Linked DNA regions of Rattus norvegicus: region 2 is linked to region 1. The links are chromatin contacts, called in public Hi-C maps. All regions are on one chromosome and are shown on one strand. Each heading gives the region's core, a stretch centred on a gene start, on an enhancer-like site or on the middle of the called end of the contact. The rest is flanking DNA. Distances are from core to core; before and after follow the strand shown.

Evidence for each region. A called contact is a pair of places that touch in the nucleus more often than the background predicts.
Region 2: a Hi-C map of mammary epithelial cells shows a contact between it and region 1, with 2.2 times the contacts expected there. The contact joins the promoter of Dnpep here to the promoter of Cnppd1 in region 1. A contact is called at or near these places in 1 of 12 Hi-C or Micro-C datasets (mammary epithelial cells) and 1 of 1 datasets of contacts at active chromatin or transcription factors (oligodendrocytes).

What each region holds. Positions count from the first base shown.
Region 1 is chr9:84,085,133-84,093,094 of GRCr8, forward strand. Cnppd1 (cyclin Pas1/PHO80 domain containing 1) reads right to left here and starts at 3,401. Exons shown (of 9, transcript NM_199112.1): 1 at 3,108-3,401; 2 at 2,509-2,596; 3 at 2,008-2,116; 4 at 1,127-1,208; 5 at 866-986; 6 at 657-785. The coding sequence starts at 2,577. Retreg2 (reticulophagy regulator family member 2) reads left to right here and starts at 3,859. Exons shown (of 9, transcript NM_001100760.1): 1 at 3,859-4,195; 2 at 4,448-4,554; 3 at 5,734-5,764; 4 at 6,121-6,256; 5 at 6,446-6,530; 6 at 6,773-6,916; 7 at 7,071-7,165; 8 at 7,486-7,621. The coding sequence starts at 3,930.
Region 2 is chr9:84,254,029-84,261,990 of GRCr8, forward strand. Dnpep (aspartyl aminopeptidase) reads right to left here and starts at 3,423. Exons shown (of 15, transcript NM_001024879.1): 1 at 3,293-3,423; 2 at 2,665-2,758; 3 at 2,496-2,584; 4 at 2,285-2,398; 5 at 1,911-2,036; 6 at 1,589-1,719; 7 at 1,290-1,365; 8 at 1,076-1,183; 9 at 269-346. The coding sequence starts at 3,298.

The DNA.
Region 1 (7,962 bases), core at 2,151-4,650:
AACACACAGAGGTCTGCCTGGGATTAAAGACATGCAACCAGGGGGTGGGGAGAATGAATGGAGATCAGTCGCTATCTCCGTTAGTAAATACCTTGTATATAAGCATGAGAAACCGAGATCCCCAGAACCCATGTAAAAGAAGTGGGCATGGTAGCATGCACTTACAGTCTCAACACTAAGGAGACAAAGACAAGCAGATCCCCTAGACTCACTGGTCTGCCAGCCAGCCTAACCTACTCTGAGTATCAGGCTAAATAAAGAGACCCTACTTCAAAAAGCAAGGCAGACAAGTCCTCAGGAAAACACCCAAGTTTATCTTGTCTACACACACTCACTCACACACACACACACACACACACACACACACACAGAGAGAGAGAGAGAGAGAGAGAGAGAGAGAGAGAGAGAGAGATTGAGAGAGAGAACAGAAAGCTGAGAGAGAACAAAGAATGAAGGAAAATAAAGGCAGATGAGAAGCTAAGTGGCGGTAGTACACACCTCTAATCCCAGCACTCGGGAGGATCTCTGAATTTAAGGTCAGCCTAGTCCACAGAGAGAGTTTTAGGACAGTCAGGGCTACACAGAGAAACCCTGTCTCAAAAACAAAGCAAAACAAACAAAACCAACCAAAGACAGATGAGAAAATAATCACTCACCATGGCACTCAGAAAGCTCCTTTCCAAGGCATTGAGAGTAGGCACAGCAACTCCCCCAGCAGCTCCCCATTCATCATTGAAGACCTCCTCTTCCTCCCCTTCATCATAAAGGTATTTACTGGCCACCATCTACAGAGAAGCCGGGAATGGCATCAGTGGAGTTCATACCTGGTGCTTGGCTCACCAGGAAGATAAAAGGAGTATCTTACCATGGAGATCAGAAACAAATCAGAAGACGACACGTGCTGCAGGTAATCTGGGTTTCGGTGCCGGAGTCGCTCAATGTACACCAGAGCTAACATCATAGCACAAGGGGAGATGCATGCCTCCCTGGGAGGTAGAAAGGATCAGTAATTAAACCCAAGGGCCCTTCAGCTCCTCCAACTCTCAAGATGCTCATTACCCTTTCTCTTTAGAGACAATAACATCCCACGCCCAATCTCATTATATCCCCTCGAACCCAGGCTCACCGGGACACGTGGGCTACATATTTTTTCTGGAGTCGGCGAATAGGACTGGGTGCTGCCTTCTGAAGAAGTTCCACAGTAATGTCTGCAAGGGGATAGGGGAGCAGAATAAGCAGCTCCAGCATACACAGCAGTTCCCACTACTGTCAGGGAAGGCCTAGGGGACACGATTGTCACTAAAACTAGAAACCAAATTCTCCTAAGATGGGAGAGGGAACTGATGAAGCAGGCCTGCAATCTCAAACCTCAAGCCATGAAGGCAGAGGGATTACCACAAGGTAGAGGCCACCCAGATCTATACAGTGAGTTCCAGGCTACTCAGATCTATGCAGTAAGACACTGTGTCAACCCTTCAGCCCTTGATTTTCCCACCATACCCCACCCCCAAATTCTAAGTGGATAAAAGCCCATTCCAAGGGTGACTCTCAGCTTTTTTCAGCAGAAAGTCTTGCTTTTCTACTGTTACTCATGTTTATCCTCCCCTAATGTTTGAGAACTGTGCCTTGTTTATGTGAGAAATGTGTAACATGTATTCTTAGGAAACTTAAATCTCTGACCTATAAATCAAAAGGGGAAGTAGAACTTGGGATAGAGCTCTGTGGTAGAATGCTCACCGAGTACACACAAAGCCATAAAAATAAGTGACTGCAATTTATGAGCTGTTTTTACTCATGTGGGCTAAAAGAATTTGAAACATGGCCTGCATTGTCAAACCAAGTACCAACCAAGCTAGTAATAATGAGACACAGTGCAGCTCAGAAGGGCAAACCTCCAGGCATTTGGGTGACTATGACAACCCAGTCCTCCAAGTTTCCACTTGCTCAGTCACACACACACACACACACACACACACACACACACACACACACACCCCACAGCCTAACCTGCCACAGGGCTGGAGAGCTCCTCCAGGCTGCAGTCTGTCTCCAAGTCCCAGCCATAATAGAGTCTCCTTCGGATTCGAGCGCTCAGCTTTTGGTGTCCTGGAAGAAACTGAAACAGGGCCAGGAGTAGTGGAGAGTGAACAGGGAAGGGTTTGGTGGAAATCCAGGGTATGCCACTGGGCCTATACTCTACCCAGCCCCGAGTTCCCAGGATCATTTGCTAATGGCAGCCTAGTTTTGTCCACAGGGAAAGACAATTTCACCCTGCCCCTGCCATCACTGAGGGCTCCCAGTAGAAGACTAGACAATTAGAAATCAGATGGACCCCAGTCTAATCACTAGCCGTTCCCCTCTTATAACCTGAGGCTTTGCCTTCAGGCCCAGGTGGCATGGGTTTCCAAGTCGGCATGCTCTAAACAGTCGCCCAAAACAGAGCATAGCAAGTAAACACCCAGGAGTTCCGACTCCCAAAGGCAGAGAACAGGCGGACTGCGCTCTCACCGTGAAGTCCTGGAAACCAGAGAGGGAGAAGGTGCCTTCTTCGTCCAGTAGGAGCCCAGCCAGGTCCATCGCCCCGTCAGCTGCCACCCTGAGAAGGTGGAAGGGAAGGGAAGGAATCGTAAGTGACCTGTAGAGCCGTCCTCACCCGTAGGCCCACCTCTCCCGAAAGGGCCGCCGCCCTTCTCGCAGGCAGCCGTGGGACGCCTCTTCCTGTTCCGCGTGCGACTAGGCCTCCCCAGTGCCCGATGACACGCGCGGCGCTCACCAGGCAAACTGGGAGGTATGAGGCTCAGAAGTGTTCTCAGTCCCTGCCGTGTCCGCCTGGCGTTTATAAGCTGCGGGAGTGTTGCCGACGAATCCGCACGCCCAGCAGGAAGCGCCTCCTGCCCTGCCCAACCTCCCGCCGAGCACTGGGGATGAATTGGGATACCATTCCCAGGGGACCGCGACACACCGAGGGTGAACGCGCCGACCAGACTTTGGGGTCGTGGTACAGATATTAACTAGCTTAACACAGAGGCAACACGAGATTGCTTCCCAGGTTTTAGGGAAGGCGCACTCAATCAGCAATGCACAGGAAAGATAAACAAGAAACTTACCCGTGGGAGAACTGTGAACAAGGTGGAAGGGAATCTGTTGAACCTTTACGCCCCTTAGAAGTTTGAAAGTGTAAAACTCGAATACATACTGTATTTTGTAGGGTTACTCCAGCAATTAAATGATCTCAAAAGATATGAAGCCTCAATGTACGATGTTAAACAAGTCTCCCCAAAGTAAACAGCGCCTGGAATGTTTTATTTTCAAACACGCCTTCCACCCAATTTGCCGCTGAAAGATTTGGGGAAGAAAGAGGGCCGACGCTCGAAGAAGGAAGAAGCAACTTTTCGAAGTTGGTGAAGCTGCTTTGAAGTCATTAATGTCACGCGCTGGTGTTTGTTTATCCGCGGAGGGGAGGGGAATGGAGGCGAAAAGGGTTGAGTAATGGGGATGGCACCGCCCTTCCCGATCTCAAGCAGATCCTAGCCAAGATCCTGGGGACCTGGAAGCCCACTTCCTTCGGTCGGAGCCTCACGGGAGATCTCCAGTGGCTCTGTAAACACCGGGAAAAGACCTCAGGCTGAGAAGCCTCGACGCCCGCCCCGGGTCACCACTCCAGCACCCTGGAAGCACAACTTCGTGGGTGCAGGATCACGGCAGCTGCCACCGCGCATGCGTGGGCCTCCCATCCGGGCTGTTAGGGCACGTCACATGACAGCGCGCTCGGTCACGTGACACTTGACCGCAGGTTGTTTTTTTTTTTTTTTTTTTTTTTTTTTTTTTTTGCTCGCCCGGGCGTGCGCCCCCTTCCGTCTGACGCGCCCTCGGCGGCGGCCGCGCAGCCCTGGCTCCTCGCGGGCTCGGGCAGCGGCTGCGGCGCGGTGATGGCAAGCAGCGGTGGCGGTAACACCGGCGCGGGTGGCACCTCGGGGCTGGGCCTGGGCTTGGGGCTGGGCCTCTGCATGGGTGAGGCCACCGGCGACGCGGAGGAGGAGGCGGCCGCAGCCGAGGCGGTGGGACGCCTGGCTACGTCCCTGTGGCTGCGGCTCCGTGGCTGGGAGGCGGTGCTGGCGGCTGCACAGCGACTGCTGGTATGGGAGAAGCCGCTGCACAGCCTGGTCACGGCGGCCACACTCAACGGCCTCTTCTGGTAACGGCCGCGGAGGAGGGGGCGGGGCCGGGCTGCGCGGGAGAGCGGGGGCGGGAGGACCGGGTGCTCACCTCCCTTCGAGGGCTGTCAGCGTCTGGGGTGGTGATCCTGCACCAGGTTGCCCCATTTCTTAGTCTTTTAGTGACAGGCAAGGCTTAGAGGGCCATCTCCCCATCAGTGGGTCTTTCTGTGATTTTTCGATGGATTTGGGAGCTCTCACCCACTGTCTGCTGAGATGACTGTCTCCCTAAGGTTGTTGTCTTCGTCGTCCCTTCGGCCCTTCTTCCTGCTCAGCATATCACTTCTGACCTATTTTCTCCTGGATCTCTGGCATCCTCGCTTTCTCCCTGACGTTTCAGGTGAGTTTCTTCATTCCACATGCACTATTGTGCACCTGCCCTGTGCATCTCCCTGCTACTTGAGGGAAGGCACAGCAAGGCCATTTATCACCTAAGGCATCCTCCATGCCCTTCTGTGTTTGTTTTAAAGAAAATTGCCTGAAATGAGATTTGTTTCTTTCCCAAAAATAATGTTCTTGTGAGTGTAGTAGTCAAAACTATAGCGTATTTAAAGCTCGGTGTGGTGATGCATACCTTTAATCCCAGCACTCAGGAGACGGAGGGGGGTGGGGGGGGGAGTCTCTGGGAGTTCTAGGCTAATTTGGTCTATGCTCGGAATTCCAAGACCGCCAGAGCTACATTGTGAGACATTGTTTCAATAAAAAAAAGGGTGTGAAGCTTGTAGCTGAAGCACCTGGGTCCTGTTCACTACCCTTCCCTTTGTGAGCAGCATGTATGGCCTTGAAAAAATTGCAAAAGTGTTGGGCGTGATGGGCTTGGTGCCACCCACCTGCCTTTAATCCCAGAATTTGGGAGGCAGAGGCAGGCAGATCTCTAGGCCATCTGAGTCTACAGAGTGGGAGCCAGCCAGAACTATACAGAGAAACCTTGTCAAAGAGAAGGAAGGAAGAAAAGAATTGTAGAAACAGAGAAATCACAGAGAGAGATGGTTAAATGAGAGAACATGATAGGAGTTGCTTTCCTATACACTTAATGTGGATCTTGGAACAACTATATATCTGGCCGTGTATGAATTACTTGGGACACAAATGTATAAAGTGTGGGGTCCTGTGTTTGATAAAGGCAGAGTTTAAAGGGGACAAAGGTGGACCTGGTGGCACAGGCCTACCATCCCAGCTTCTTAAGAGTCTGACACGGGAGGGTGCAAGTTCAAGGCGTACCCTGGGGATGCTGCTAAGTGGTATAGCATTGCCTAGTATTTGCCCCGGGCTCAATTCCCATAACTACAAAAAGGAAAGACAGGTACAGAAACAACATGTCATACAGCTGCCTGTTGGTGTATGAAGGAAATACTCTGGACCTTGTGTAGTGTGGTTCATGCCTGTGAGCAAGAGACAGGAGGATTACTAAAAATTTGAGACTAAAGAATGCTAAAGAGAGGCAGCTCTTTCTGACTTTGAATCTGTCTCTAAATGCCTCTTGAATGCTTAATTTACTCCCACCCCCTTTTCTCCATAGCACCACCCCCTGAAGAACCGCACTCCGACAGGTGAGTATAGGCCACCTTTTAAAGAAGATGCCCAAATGTGGTCTGCTTGCTGTGCTCAGCTTAGAGGAGCAGGAATGTGGCTTTTGCAGGCCTAGGCCCTGTGTAGCGAAGGGACTTAAAGCAAGCAAAAGCATGCTTGGCTCTAGACTTCTTTCTATGCAGATGCTGTTTCTTCTCCTGTGGAGGTAGAGGGTTTCGTACCCTGGGGATTTACTTCCCAAGACTAGGATGATTTCCTTTGGGGAAGGTGGGGTTTTCCAGATTTCCAGATTGAAGATCTCATCAGCAGTCTCAAAGTGATTTGAGTGTCTTAGCTGGTTTCTGAGGCTTCCAGGGGTCATATCATGTCTCCCCAGTGAGGGTGCGGGGTCAGGCGCCCAGCCGCACCTGCTGAGTGTGCCCGAGTTGTGCAGATACCTGGCTGAGAGCTGGCTCACCTTCCAGATTCACCTGCAAGAGCTGTTGCAGTACAAGAGGCAGAATCCAGCTCAGGTAAACCTCATCCCACAATGGTTGCAGGAGCCAGGGGCTGGGAGAGGAGTGACATGCGCAGTGTCGATTGTAAATTTCTTCAGTCAGTTCCCATTTTTTCTACCAGATAAATAATAGTTTCTTCCCCTGATGATTGTGCACATGGTTTAAGCCTAGTGTTCTTCATAGACCCTGTGCTCTTCTCTGCAGTTCTGTGCTCGAGTCTGTTCTGGCTGTGCTGTGCTAGCTGTGTTGGGACACTATGTTCCAGGAATTATGATTTCCTACATTGTCTGTGAGTAGACTCATCCCTGCTGTTTCCACAGCCCTTCCTGTTCTTCTTTCCCTGGTTGACCCAAAGGGAAGACTGCATTTTCTTTGTTAGTTAGCCATCTGGGGAGGAGAGTACTAGATGAGGGAAGAGGTTGTCACTGCCTTAGAAAAGGATGTTCAGACCTACCTGTTTAGGAGACAGTTTGGGTGTAGGTTCCTAGGCAAGTGGCCTACTGAGCTCTGAGTGGACTTTCTAACCCATAGTGCTAAGTATCCTGCTGTGGCCCCTGGTGGTTTATCATGAATTGATCCAGAGGATGTATACTCGCCTGGAGCCCTTGCTCATGCAGCTGGACTACAGTATGAAGGCAGAAGCCGATGCCCTTCACCACAAACATGACAAGAGAAGTAAGGGATTCTCTTAACCTGGACAGGAGAGGCAGAGAGAGCCTGTAGTTTATGGCTCATAGTGTGTCCTGGAATTTAAATCATTTCCAGTTCCTTAGCCGTATTTATCACCACCATTATCTTTGCTCATCGTTGCTTTATTGCCCTTCTCTAGAGCGTCAAGGGAAGAATGCACCCCCAGCAGGAGATGAGCCACTGGCAGAAACAGAGAGTGAAAGCGAGGCAGAGTTGGCTGGCTTCTCTCCAGTGGTGAGGTCCAGGGACAATGGGGTGTCAAATAGAAGGCCAAAGGGAGGCTGGGTATTGTGATGCACACATGTAATCTTATTTGAGAGGAGGAAGCAGAAGGATCAAGAATTCAAGACAAGCCTGGTTTTCATTATGAGTTTGAGATCAACCAGACTACATAAGACCTCTATCTCCAAAGAAAAGAAAAAGGAAAAGGCAGAGGGAGGGGCGAGAATGTATCTGCTTTAGAGCTACCTGTTCTCAAGTAGTTGGAAACCAGAAGGCTTGAGGGTAAAGTGTGCTTATCCCTGAATGTTGGATTCATCCTGCTTTTCCTGCAGGTGGATGTGAAGAAAACAGCCCTGGCCTTGGCTATTACAGACTCTGAGCTGTCAGATGAGGAGGCCTCTATCTTAGAGAGCGGTGGTTTCTCTGTCTCTCGGGCCACCACCCCACAACTGACAGATGTTTCTGAGGGTATGAGCAGTCTTTTGCCCCTCTTTATCTTCCTGCTCCCTGATACTGAGTTGTTGCGAACTGTGATCTCTGAGTTCCAGAAATGCTTCCTGTAACAAAGATTGTCTAATCCTACCCTAAGCTCCCAAGAACCTTAGCTCCCTCTTCTTTGCTTGCTTTGTGTGTTTGGTTGTTTTTAGATCTGTTTATTGTATGTGTATGACTATTTGGCCTGCATAATGTGTGCACACCATACGGATACCTGGTGCCTGCAAATGTCAGAGGATCAGGGCATCTGATCTCCTAGAGCTGGAGTTATGGTGGATTGTGAGCCCCCATGTGGTTACTGGGAATTGAACCTG
Region 2 (7,962 bases), core at 2,173-4,672, 170 kb after region 1:
TCCACAGTGGCAAGGCCTTTGTTTTCAGACAGAGGTCATTAAGGAAAAGTAGATGACACCATGGCACCCCACTGCCACCTTTTCCACATCAGCTCCTGGCCCCAGACCAGCACAGTAATAGTATGTCAAGGCTGCAGCATATAGGCCCTTCCCCGAGCCAACAGGGTGGAGGCCTGGCTAAGTAGCCATCTCTCACCACCTCCTGGGGCTCCCACCTCAATTCTTAACTCCCCGCCTCTCATGCTGCCTGGGTGCCCTGGCTCCTCACCTGCAGAGCACAGAAGCAGCTATGCAGATTGTCCAGCCGAGGAGCAAAGATGAATTCTTCATAAGCTCCACCCAGGGTCTAAAAAGACAGAATGAACACCTAAGTGCCCAGCCCCTCCCCACTTCTCCCTGTTCCCAAGGGCCAGAGCAACTCTTGACTGTTGGCTCAGGAAACTATTCTTGCTGTTCAGCAGAGAATGAAGGCCAGGAAAGGGCAGCCTACAGTATCTGACCTCTACTGGAGAGGCAGGTCAAAGGAGGGCTAAGTGGTCACCAAAAAAAAAAAAAAAAAAGCAGCCAGCGGTGGTAGTGCACACCACTGATCCCAGCACTGGAACAGCAGAGGCAGGAGGATCTCTAAGCCAAGGCCAGCCTGGTCTACGTAGTGAGTCCCAGGACAGCCAGGGCTACACAGAGAAACCCTGTCTAGAAAACAAAAACAAAAACAAAACAAAACAAAAAAAACGCAAAACAATGCCAACTAAAAGGAAGAAAACAGCTAACAGAAACTTAGGACCAAGGATCCAAAGATTTAGCAGCTCCCTACTTAGCACTTGGAAGGCACCAGGCCTCTTTCCCTCAGAGGTTCAGAGCCAGCATAGGACAAAGCAGATAGGCACCACCTCACACATCACACCCAGTCTCGGTAGGAGGGTCTTCTGGGGAGATGCTCTGCTTATTGGCTAACTACTGAAAGCAGAGGAAGTGCCAACTACTGGGAAGAACAAGGATGAAACTAACTGAAGAGCTTCAGGGATATGCTATGGTTGGCAGGGACCCTGGAAGACCCCACCACAACCCTCCTTACTGCAGGCTGGGTGTCTGCCAGGCAGAGCTCCATCTCCATGATGTTGTCAGGACTCAGTCCCAGATGGGTACAGAGCAGGGACATGAGGACTGAGTGGTGCCGCTCATCCTGTAAGGCAGGAGGTGTTGGAAGTTGGCTCTGCTCGTCTCTGCCCCTTTCGAGGGACTGGTCTGTTTCCACTCTGCCACCCTCCCTGGGGCAGGGAGCTTCTTACAGTAGCACTGAGAGGCCCTGGTTCAGGAGTCCCTTTCTCCAGCTCTTCCTGAACTGCTGTGGCAAGAATAGGGACTCTGTGGGGAAATGGGTTGAGAGAAGGGAAAGAGACAGCCATGAACATAGGCCTCTTCTCGTCCTCCGACTCCCAGCCCACTCCCCAAATGGATTGAACTGGTTTCCAAAAGTGCAACTTGATGATGGTCACTAAGAGGTGGTCCTCTGGGTCCCAGTGGGTCCCTCTGTTACCTGGTGCCATACCCTACCCCTCACAGCCATTAGAGCCCTTGATGTACTTACAGGTGCATCTCTGTGTTGGGCCCAAAGTTCTCATTGACATTTCGCTGCAGATGGATGGCCAGATGCGGGATGCGCAGGATGGGCCGCTCTATATGCACAAACCTCTGCTCCAGTCTGCCTGACGTAGGGCACTGTGGCCAACTGGCCAAGTCAGAACTGGGCACCTCCCACATCCAGCTGATAAAATCCCTTACTAAACCCAGAATAACCATGTCCCCTCTTCCCCACGAGGACTCTTCACTGGTACACTGAAGAAATGTGACACTCAATCTTCAGGCTGCCGAAGAGAGAACCTCCCCAGTTCCTAGCCCCTCTATACCACCTTGATAATGACTCGTCCAGCCAAGGTCAGGTCCCGGTCAAACCACGTGCTCCAGATCCCACCACCATAGGTCTCTACGCCCACCTGGTGGTAGCCCACCTGGCTTCGGCGAGATTTGCGTTTCACCTGAGCATAAAAATGAGAAGAAAGGGAATGTCTGAAAGGTAATATCTGGAAGTGAGACTCAGGCAATAAGTTATACAGAGCAAACATCACATCAGTTGACAGCTGAAAGTGGGGGTGGGGGAGCATGGGGCAGGTTTGCCTACTTCCCAGGACCTTGGGATAGAGCCTTCCAAATTGAGCCTCATAGATCTCTTCATCCCAACTGCCCCCGCACCTCCCTTCAGTCCAGCCAAGTCCTAACTCCTTACCCGGAGGCAGGGACTGTCCGTGTGGGCCCCAATGAGGCTGAAGCCATTGCCAGGAACATACTGGCCCCCCACAGCAAAAGCAATGATGGTGGAGGAGTTCCTGGTTAAGAAGTACTGGGGGAGAAAGTTGAAAGACAGGGGCGTGAGTTGCTTAATGACCTGGAACACAGGACTTTGAAACAGGGTCTGACCCCATACTATCCCTTAGTACCTTGTTTTCTGGTAAGATATCCCAGCCCTCTGTTTCCTTGAGTTCACGGAAGCCAGCCTGGAGTAGGCGGCTGCGACACTCGGCCACGACTGTAGGAAAAGGGCTCTCACAGCAATGGAAGTTGGTTAAATTACTCCCACTTCTAGCCTCCCTAACCGTGGTCACCTACCATGGAAAGGAGAGGGGCTCCGGTTCACGAACTTGATGAGCTCCCTGGCTGTGGCCTGGATAGCCTCTTTCCTAGCTCTGCCGTTCATGGCCACCTACGGGGAAGGAAGGGGGAATTCAAGCTGTTGCCAAGTCTAGGACCACTCTTTTCACCCGAGCTCCGAGGATCCTAGAAATGAGAACGCCAAGGCTCAACCTCTGCTTCCGGGGGATTCATTAGCGACAGATGTGGATTCCTAGGTCGACCGACCGCCCTCGACTCAAAGGTTCAGTTCCAAGGCTAGAGGACCTCCACCCAGTTTTGTCCCTGGAACTGCAGGACCTGAAAGGCCCGCCCCCTAAATCCCAACCCACTCCCCGCCCAGCCCGGAAATCCAGCAGCGGAGCGGACCTCAAATCTGAAAAGGCCACCGTGTCCGGAATCAAAGCACTACTCCACCTGTCCTCCCTCCCAGTCAGTCCCTGGACAGCCCTTCAGACTTCCGGAAGGTCAGGCCACCGCGGAGGCTTTCAGTTTTACTTTGAAACCGGAGTACGCTCGTCTCAGCGCCGCCTTAAGCGTAGCTCCAAAAGGGCGCGCGGCCGGCTGTCTAGACGAAGTTGAGGCGCGACCGGCGGCAGCCACCTACCTGCATAGTCCTACCGCACTCCTCTCCAGGGGTCGGACTTCGGCCCGCCCCTGCCTCTCCGCTCCTCCCTTCCTGATCAGGCCTCGCCTTCGCCGAGCTGTGGGCTCCGCCTCTCGTCAGGCCCCACCGGGTCTCCACCTCAACCAGGCCTCGCCCCGCCCCCGCTGCTCCGGAGCTCCGCCCCTTTCAGGCCTCGGTCGGGTTCCACCCCTGCTTCTCGCTCAGTTCCCGTCAGGCCTCCTTCCAAACACGCGGACTGTTCTGCGCCAATCAGGCCGCGTCCCATCCTCACTACTCCGAGAGCTCCGCCCCTGTTAGGACATGTTCCGGTTCCGCTCCCGCCTCACTGACCTGCCTCCTCCCAATCAGGGTGCGTTCTAACCACGTGGACTAGTCAGCACCAGTCATACCGCGCCCCGCCCCTCTGTCCCCTAGCTTTGCCCCGTTAGGGGATGTGTCTCATGCCCTGCCCTCATTGCTCCACTAGCTCCGCCCCATCAGGGCTACTCTCCAGACCCTGCCCCCGTTGCTCCTCTAGCTCCGCCTCTTCAGGGCTTCCTCAGCAGGCCCCGCCCCTGCTGCCTCTCTCGCCCCGCCTCCATCAGGCGGAGTCCTACTGGCGTCAACCCCCTCTGCCCTTCCCTTTGTCAGCAGCCTTGAAGCTGAGGCGAGGCGTTCAGCTCCTGGAGCACCCTAGGCAGGGGAGCCCACCGCCGCAGCAGGGCCCTCTAGCGCCTCGGTGGTATTAGCACAGCCGCTGACCTCCATGAACTTAAGATAAATCTAAACGTGTTATGGCATGTAATCCTCAGAAGTTTACTGTCAACTTTTTGTAGACGAATTAACGGAATGAGGAGATTAATCTGTCTCTAGTTACAAATGTCACAGCTGGGCTTTTGACTCCATGAATTTGTTTGCAGAGCCTAGAACAACAGCAAGAGGCTTCGTAGGTCTTTTTCTCTCGTCCTTGGTTAAATGTTAAGCTATTCAGTAGGTCTCTGAGGAACACAGAAGTCAGTAACCTTTTCAAGATCACACAGCGATTTGGGTGGCCTTGAGATTTGATTCTGATACCCATGATTATTTTTTTTTTCTTTCAGACAGGGTTTCAATGCTGTTCAGGCTTTTCCAGAACTCACTACGTAGTAGCCCAGGCTGGCCTCAAATCCATGGCTTCCAGTTGTTGGAGATACAGGCATGAGCTGCCCCTACTGACTCTTTCTACGCTTTTAGACAATCGGGGGAAAGGGGGGAAGTAGACCCGTGTATTCTTGGAGACAATTCCAATATTATGTTTCCCTGTCAAGAGTGTTGAGTAGCAATCTTAAAACTCATCCATACATCGACGGATCAGGACTCTTATGGCTCTGGGGTTCAAAATAGAGTCCACCTACCAAAAGTGTAATAATCTTTCCAGGGCTCACAAGTCTCTGGGGACATCTGCTTTTATACTTGGGATGCGAGTGAACAGGGATAGAGTCTGGAAAGGTCCTGCCACCCTCACCTCAAAGAGGGCAGTTTCAAGATCCATTCAGCGGGTGACAGACTACATCTGTGTAGTCTCTTAACTATTCTTTGGATATCATTGTAACCCTACTGATTTGTACAATTAATACCCCTTAATAATTATATAAGTCACATTATGTATGAAGCTCAGTGCTAAGTGGACCACAAGAAGGATGGTCTCACCTGTTCTTTAGGGTCTGGTTACTTGGGAAAGGGGCTACATTCTAAGCTACTGATAACTGAGACGGTATGGTCAGTTCTCTGAATGAGTGGGTTCTGCATCCTTGAATCCAACTAAGTATTTGAGGTCCTGTATATTAACTAAGTAGAAACTACGAACGTATTTTTAAAATTCTATTTATGAGAGCAAGGGACGCTATTAAACTGCCAGGCAGCTGTCTCATGTCAACCTAGGAAATGTGAGTTTAAAATGATGATCCATTTTTAATTGATTTGATAAACGAAAATAGAAATTCTTGGCAATAGTAGGCATCAGAAAAGGCTTGAGGTAACACTTGCCTTTATATTCGATGTTCTAAAATGTAAATACTCCATATGGCTGTTTTCAAGCTATGAGCGCGATGTCACTGAACACAGATCTGGGAAGAGGTGTGCAGAAGCAAGCCACTGCATATGGTTCTGCCCGGCAGATGCACTGGACATAAATAACCTCTACAACAAAAATGTAAGACGCGGTAAGATAGTTGAAAAACTGGTGGTTTTAAATTTTTATTGTCTCTGCAATATAATTTAATTGTACATCTATATACATCAAAACCATAATGTTTTGATGACTGCTGCGTTTAACAACAGGATCACCAAATCCTTGGGAATGTCTCAGTGAGTTCTCGTGAACTGGTCCAGCTTGATACTCCATCCACACTCACCATCCTTGCTGTGAAATGTACTGCCATAAGATACCAGGCTGGGGGCTGGAGAGATGGCTCGGTGGGTAAGAGCACTGAGCTGTACACTGACTGTCCCTCCAGCTTTGCTACGACACCCCTGGTGTCAGGCTTGTCATAGTAGTTGCTTCAGTTACCTTGCAGAAACTCAAAGTCACTTTTGCTGAAAACATGGACTCTTCACTTGCACTTCAGGTCTCTGAATGGGACAAAAGTCTTGGCACGTCTTTCCTATTGTGTCTGTCCCTGTAGGGCTGGAACAATGCCCCAGGTTCCATTCTGGAGCCCGTACGGTGGAAGGAGACATAATTCTGGATTGGCTCAGCCTGTCGCCATTACATCTGCTGTGAGTATCTCATCCCGTGACCTTGTCCTCTCTGCACAGCTCAAGCACCAGCATTCCTCAGCCTTATCAGGAGGCTCCGACCAAATCACAGGGCCAGGACATTTATGTGACAATGAGTGACTCAGTGGTTCCTGGGTTAAGTCCCTACACATTAGCCTGCAAGCCGCAAGACCAGAATGTTTGTGCCCGAGGAGGAAAAGATCTTTGGAAATCTTTCCCATGACCAATGGGCAATTACTAAGGCTTAATCCATTCCAGAAAAATCAATGAAACTTTGCTGCTTGCTTCTGTCCAGCGAACAGCAGCCTGGTCTCCCTTTCAATCACTGCTCAGTGTGCTGCTTTGGGTTACACTGAAGCTGGATGGCTCAGCCTGAAGCTATAGAAAGACACCACCCTGCTTGTCTGTCTTGTCTTCAATGTGTGACTTGGTGTGCTTCTCTCCCTCATTTTCTTCCCCCTCCCCGTGTGTCTTAGAATTTTACTTCTGTGGACAGACACCATGATCAAGGCAACTCTTATAAGGATATTTAATTGGGGCTGGCTCACAGGATCAGAGGTTCAGTCCCTGATCATCAAGGCAGGAAGGAACATGGCAGCATCCAGGCGGGAATGGTGCAGGAGGAGCTGAGAGTTCTACATCTTTATATGAAAACTACTAGCAGAATAGTGGCTTCCAGGCAGCTAGGATGAGGGTCTTAAAGCCCACATCCACAGTGACACACCTACTCTAACAAGGCCACACCTACTCTTAACAGGGTCAAACCTTCTAATAGTGCCACTCCCTAGGCCAAGCATATACAAACTATCACACCATGTATGTATGTATGTATGTATGTATGTATGTATGTATGTATGTATGTGGTGTGTGTGTGTGTGTGTGTGTGTGTGTGTGTGTGTGTGTGTGTGTGTGTGTTTTGAGATAGGATATCACCAAGTAGCCCAGGCTGCTCTTAGACCCATATCTAAACCATGCCAGCCTTGAACTCACAATGAACCTCTTGACTTAGCCTCCCCAACCATGGTGTTATAAGGTTTGATTTTATTTCTGCTGTTTCTGGGCCATAGGATCTCCACCATCTGGTATCAAGTTGACCAACACAATCAGTATCTGGGAAATCTCTAGAAAAGGAAAAAATCAGGGTATGGTGGTTTGAATATGCCTGGCCCAGGGAATGGCACTATTAGGAGGTGTGGCCTTGTTGGAGGATGTATGTCACCATGGGGGCTAGCAATGAGACCTTCCTCCAAGCCACAATGGAGGCAGTCTTCTCCTAGCTGTCTGTGGAACAAGAGGTAGAAGTCTCAGCTCCTCCAGTGCTATGTCTGCCTGGATGCTGCCATGCTTCCTGCCCTAATGATAATGGACTGAACCTCTGAGCCTCTAAGAAAGCCCCAGTTAAACGTTGTCCTTTATAAAAGAGTTGCTGTGGTCATGGTGTCTCTTCACAGCAACGAAACCCTAAGACACAGGGATTACCACCAGACTTAAGACGTTGTTAGATTTCTCTTTTTCAGAGCTGAAGAGTAAACCGAGGTTGCTGTGAATGCTAGACTGAGCACTGTAGCACTGAGCCACACTTTCAGCCTGGTTTTACTGCTGTGGTTGAGACAGTGTGTGAGTATGTGACTCAGACTACCCAGGTAGCCACTATGTAGACCAGACTGAACTTGAATTCTCGTTTCTTCTATCTCAGCTTCCTGGGCAATAGGATTGTGAATGGGTACCACTCTTTATCTTTTTAAAAAAACAAAATCTCAAACATTCGATTTTACCGATGAAGACTCAGGAGTCAGATGCTGGGGTGAAACCTGCTAGCTCAGAGAGGCAGAGAGAGCACCCAGCGACCTTCTCCCTCTACCTACATCCCAGGAAGAAAAAGCCCTTTCTCCTTCTTCGTGTTGTCTTAAATA